Regions from separate parts of the Mus musculus genome. Here region 1 is linked to region 2. The links are chromatin contacts, called in public HiCAR-type maps. All regions are on one chromosome and are shown on one strand. The core of a region is the stretch at or near the end of the contact, and the rest is flanking DNA. Distances in the headings are between cores, read along the strand shown.

Evidence for each region. HiCAR-type assays count read pairs that join an accessible place to other places.
Region 1: a contact with region 2 is called in a HiCAR-type map of astrocytes, with 4 times the contacts expected there. The contact joins the promoter of Rbm43 here to the promoter of Mbd5 in region 2. A contact is called at or near these places in 2 of 39 promoter capture datasets (the C10 cell line and pre-B cells), 1 of 115 datasets of contacts at active chromatin or transcription factors (astrocytes) and 1 of 9 other capture datasets (liver).

The regions. Positions count from the first base shown.
Region 1 is chr2:51,933,613-51,936,480 of GRCm38.p6, reverse strand. It overlaps Rbm43 (RNA binding motif protein 43), which reads left to right and starts at 1,318. Exons shown (of 5, transcript NM_001141981.2): 1 at 1,318-1,649.
Region 2 is chr2:48,948,186-48,951,114 of GRCm38.p6, reverse strand. It overlaps Mbd5 (methyl-CpG binding domain protein 5), which reads right to left and starts at 1,607. Exons shown (of 17, transcript NM_029924.2): 1 at 1,566-1,607. Orc4 (origin recognition complex, subunit 4) reads left to right here and starts at 1,848. Exons shown (of 14, transcript NM_011958.4): 1 at 1,848-1,998.

The sequences.
Region 1 (2,868 bases), core at 69-2,568, 3.0 Mb before region 2:
AATGCTAGAACAGGAAGACCTTTACCTTAGTCACGGTAAAGGTCACGGCTACCAATCCTACTGAAAAGAAGAAGAGCATCAGAACAGCATACTAATTTTATTAATAGCTTATCACCATTGAATGTGACACAGAGGTCATCCGAGAGAAACAGCCAGAGGCCCGAAAAATACAGTTTTTATGCTCAAGGTAGATAAAGATTGGACAGCTTTGGGAACTGTGACTGGACAGAAGTTCGCTTTCTTGTTCTGGTTTGCTCTCTATTGCTGGATAAACTCCATGACCCAAAGCACCCTGGGAAGGTCAAGGTCTATTTTGGTTTATAGGTTACAGCAGCGCAAGCCAGGAACCTGAAGCAGGAGCCTGGCGGAACTGCTGCTGACCACTTCCTGTCTGCTCACTTTCACCTGCCTAAGGATGGTACCGCCCACAGGAGGCTCACCTCTTCTGCATAAATTAGCAATCAAGAAAATGCCACACTCCAATAGCGGCAGTACACCCCTTTAATTCTAGCCAAGGCAGGCAGATATCCCTGTGTTCGAGGCTAACCTGGTATACAGAGCAAGTTCCAGGACAGCCAGAGTTACACAGAGAAATCCTATCTCGAAAAACCAAAAAATGAAAAAAGGACAGAAAATGCCACAGACATGCCTACAGTACAGAGGTAGTTTCTCAGTTGAAGGTCCTCTTCCCAAATTAATCAAGTTGACAGTCAAGATTAGCCATCCCAGCCTGTCTGGATTCATCTTTGCTCTGTGCAGCATTCCTTAATGCGGGAATGGGACTTCCCTCAGAGAGAGGGGAGTATGTTTCATAGCTTGTTTGGGACGAGAGGTGTCTATTTTATATGACCCAACGTTGGGGAAGAAGAATCCTGTTTTCTGTGACTGGCTTAGGGTCAACAAAAATGCAGGAGAGAGTCAGGAAGGGGTCAGAGGGACTTGGCTTCAGGAATAGGGCAAGCTAAAGTGCTTATGTGGGGAGCTGTATTCTGAGTCCCTGAGAGATGTCCAAATCTTTAGAAATGTTTGCATCTAAACTGGTTTGTGGGATCTGCTAATTTGAGCACACCGGTTGAAAATTGGTATCTCCCAATTTCAGTTTCTATTTCTTTACAAGGGAGTTCGTGCTCTGCTTTTGCCTTTATATTTCTTTGATTTTACTGGGCTAGATTTCTTGTGTCCCAGGCTCCAGGGCCATTCGGCCAAGTGATTGAGTTTTGTGGGCAGCAGGGTACCTTCTTCATGTGCTCTGCGTTCCACCGGTGATGAGCCTGGGCGGACCCTGCTGGCGGGAAGGAAGTGTCGGGGATCGGGTTTGAGAATGCGCTGGAGAGACGGGGCAAAGCCTAGGAATGAGTTTGGAGAGAAGCCCAGATGCCCCTGGGGCATCTTGCACAGGTACCTCAAAGGCGCCAAGGGACCGACCCAGCCGGGCTCCGCCCTTCCAAACTGAGTCTCCAAGGAAACGGAACTGGAAAGCGAAAGCGGAACCCGTTCACCTCCAGTTTAGCGCTCCCGCTGCTCGAACATCTCCGAGGCCTGGCAAGTCGCTTTTCCCCGGGTTGCAGTGCAGGAAGGCGCGCCGAGGGTCCCGGAGCACGTGTCCTGCGCGGTCGCGCGCCCCGAAGTGGCCGTCACGGGCGCAGCAGGTCTGGCTCCCACGCGTGGGGATACGGCCTCTTTTCTCACCCGCCCCTGCTCAATAGGCAGGGACTCACGGGTTTTGTCCGGAAGGTGGTTTGGGCGGGACTGCGGTTAGGAGTGGGGGCGAGGACAGTGACCCAGAAATGGAGGCTAACTACTGGAAGGAGCCAGTAAGAAGTGTCTGAGCTGAAGGCACTGGCTTGCTGTCCCTCTCTCCGTCAGAGCTAGGCCTTTGACCAGGGACCCGGGGTTTTGCCTAGATGACTGTGTTTTGGAGCTGTTACAGTGAGTGCGTGAGTTTCTATATATATTTTACCTGATTTTGTGTGTGTGTGTGTGTGTGTGTGTGTGTGTGTGTGTGTGTGTGTGTGTGTGTGTGTGTGTTTTACTTGGTGAGAGTCAAGGTATAGTGCATGAAAATAAACTATTGAGAAAACAAATAGAAAACAAAACAGCAAATGAAATATTTCTTCTTAGTGCCACACTTAAGAAGAAAGTGTTACTTTACACCACTGTCAGTCTGTCTGTCTGTCTCCCTCTCTCTCCCTCTTTTTCTCCTTCCTTCCTTCCTTTCTGACATCAAGGCCAGAGCTTCTTAAAGCAGAGCATGGAAACTGTAAAATGGCACCACACCTCTGCTGAAATTCCCGTATTTCATAGTCTTTGAGTGGATTGTTTTTCTTCTTCACTGTGCACAGAGGAAGACAGGTCATTCTCTGCTTATAACGGGTCTCAGGAGAAGGCATGTAGCCACATGTCCTCAGACTTAAGTGAGTTAGTGAAGAAAGGATGTGCAGGACGTTGACGAGACCACGGAATGAAGTGAGGTCTTGCAGAACAAGGTGATTCTAAAGATAACGTGTGCGTAGACACTTGAATTAAGAAACGCATTAGTGCTGATGAGGTGTGGAGCTCTCCTGAGCTTAAATGGATATTTGTCTTTGATATTGATGAATGGCTGGAAGGTCTGTAGTTCATGAGCCACTTACCAAGGAGGCTGGCGTGGGCTGTCAGGGAACTGTGCTGCAGAGATAAAAGCCAGGAAGTCACACAGGCTGGAAGTCTGAAAAGTTCCTCTTGTAAGGGAAATTGCATTAAGTGTCTGAGGACTAGACTGAGGTATATTTTCATCTTTTCACTATACCATCTAGAAGACAAATAGTTTACTTCCATTAAAGTGTCTTTTTTGTCATATACCCAGTAAGTTTTAACTTTTTACAGTTT
Region 2 (2,929 bases), core at 358-2,857:
AATCCAGCAAAATATTGATGGGGATATCTGGCCTTCTATGCAGCAAGAACAACATAAAGTTTTCAATGGGGATTACTTGTTCAGACAAGTTACAACGATTAGAGGGGGAAAAGTTAGTTATGAAATATCTAATATTTCCATGTTGTGGAAAATGAATACCAGAAAGGTATGTGGGAAAAGAGAATACCAATGGCATTTAAACTTTAAGCATTTTAAGCTTTAAATATATAGTCAAACATGAAGCAAATATTTTTTACAAAAAAAAAAAAAGAGAGAGAGAGAGAGACAAGTGTAAAATCCAACCAAAGGCCTTATGAAGTAAAATTTGAAATTCGCTATGCCATTCAGACAAAATGAAAAATGGAGAAGCTAAACACCTAACGTAAAACCAGTCAAGTCTTTCAACACTAAAGTCAATATCCAAGCCACAGACAAGCAAAGAGAGAGAAACACTCAGGTCTACAACTGGTTAAAGCAGTTCCAACACAATTCAGATCCCGACATTTTCCCACTCAGAAACAAATGCAGGCAGCTTTTCCTGAGGAAAGAGGAAAAAAAAATCTCTCCAAACGTAATTTTTTAAGTGACATCCAGAAAGTATGCCTCTTTTCTGTCTCTTTCCCTGGCGCCTCATTGGAGGAAGGAGGGGGTTGTTTTTGTATTCTCCCCCAGTGAAGCAAGACACAATCAGATGTTAGCTGGAGAAAGCACTTTTGACAACAGCAAATAAAAATAAAAGTGTCCTTCCTTCCCTGACAGGGTGGACACCCCACCTCACACACCCCTCCTCACTCCCGCCCCTCCTTCACTCCCCCCCCCCCCAGCACCACCCCCTCCTCACCCCGGAGCTCCACTGCGTATGAGGTTTGGTGCTACTGCTGCCCCGGAGTGAAAGTCAGAGCCAGAGGAAGGCAATGGAGCCCCCACAGACACACTTACCTTTCCTGCCCCCCACTTTTGAGTGCCTTCCCTGGAGCTGTGGAGGATGACACAAAGGGTAATAAAGGGGGGGAGTGGAGGAGGAGGAGGCGAAGGAGGAGGAGGAGAGCTGGGGAAGTGGCTGCTCCCGGTGTAGGGAGATGTCTTCAGCCAGGGCCAAGCAGCAGCAACAGCAACAGCAGCAGCAGCAGCAGCAGTAGCAGCAGCAGCAGCCAAGGGTCTGTGTTGCTAAGAGGCTTTTGGTCTCTTTCTCTCCTTCTCTCCCGGCCACAGAGAAGGAGGGTGGAGGGGGCTCTGGAAGCAGGCGTGTGGAGGGCTGAGCGGGTAGGAGTCGTGGATGGGGGTTTTTCTAAGAAGAAGAAACTCCTCTCCTCTCTCAGGCTCAATTCCCCCACTCGGGGCTCAGAGCTGGAGGGTGGGGGAGGAACTCGGCCGCCTTCCCCCCACCCCCCTCAATTCAAGGTTGAAGTGGGGTAAAATTAGTGTCCTGTCCCTTTAAAAATAGAAATAAAAGGTGCCCCCCCTCTGCCACTGCCTCTCTCTTCATCATCAGCTGCTGCTGCTGCTGGGGTCTCTCTGCTTGGGGGGGAGGGGGGGCTCGGGGAGACGAGACGGGAGGCACTCACTGCGCATGTCCCGTTCTGACGGGAGGCTGGTTGGTGGAAGGCAAGGAGGAGGGGGAGGGGAGGAAATGAGATGGTTTTCCCAGAAGGCTCCAAGGCGCTGGCGACCCGGAAGCCATTGTAAGCAGGGGGTAGCCGGGCGGGGGCGGGAAGAGGGAGGAAGTTGCTACTCTAGAGCAGCCCCAGCTGCCTCCTCCCTCCTCTGGGAGAGCGGAGGGACGGAAGTAGGCGGGGACCGACCTGAAAGCAGGTCACGTGGTGGGGCGGAGCGGGGGCGGGGCCGCCAAAGCCGGCCGGTCGCCGTGCATGCTGGGAGTTGCTGTGCGCGGTGGGCTGCAGTAGGAGCAGCGGGACTGAGAAGGTGGTGAACATCCTTCGGTCCTCACCGTCGGCGGCGGCCGGCTTTGCCCGATTTAGGCAGGCTTGACTGGGAGAGGTAAGGCCGGTCTCGTAGGCAAGGTGAGGGCCGCAGTGGCTACGGGCGGGTGGACAATCTGAGGGGAGTGGGAGGCTCGTGCAGGCCGGGTAGGCCTAAAGCAGGAGGCCTGCCCCTGGCTCTCGGCTTCCGGGAGCTGCTGTGGACGAAGCGGGCACAGAGCTCAGCAGAGACGGGCTACAGAAGGCTTTTGGGTGAGGAACATGATTGGGCAGTGTTGAGAGGTCAGGTTCTCTGCAGAGAGAGAAGCACTACCTGCTTTAGAGCGTGCGACATATTTGGAAAAACCTAACCAGATGTGTGCCTTTTGATCAGCTTCTGCGGTAGCCTTGCTCATACACATCCTGCCTTCCTGACTTTTCTGTTTTCTTTGGGATTTTGGAGAAGCTGTAGGCATGTAGGCAAGGAACGGGCAGGAAAGGTCTGAGTGAGGGCTCCCTGCATGCTCTCTGCCTTAATGCTGCAAACACAAAAGACTGCCCGTTTGAGGATGCTTGGGATTGTTTGGTCTTTCATACAGAGTTTTGTCACTAAAAAAGAAAAGCCTTGAAATATTCTTTTCTTGTGGAGCTAAAGAGAAAGCTTTTTGTCTGGGTGTTTCTTTTTTTTATAGTGAAATAACGGCTTCTTTTTCATTTTAACTTTCTTCGTTAGTCTTTTAGCTGGTTTTTGTCAAGATACATCGGAGGACTATTACCTCGTCTTTAATAATCCAAGTTACATTAAAAAAAATTCAAAATCGGAGATCTTCGCACTTACTCTTACTTAGTCTTAACTATTTTAGTTCTGCTCAGTAGGATTCAGTCTGTTAAAAGTTACACATTTTCCCGAATTGTTCTTGGTGCAAGTCTATACAGTACGCTATTTAATGTATCCATTGCACGGTGCTTTTTTTTTTTTTTCCTTCGTCCTAGGGAGGTAATTATGTCAG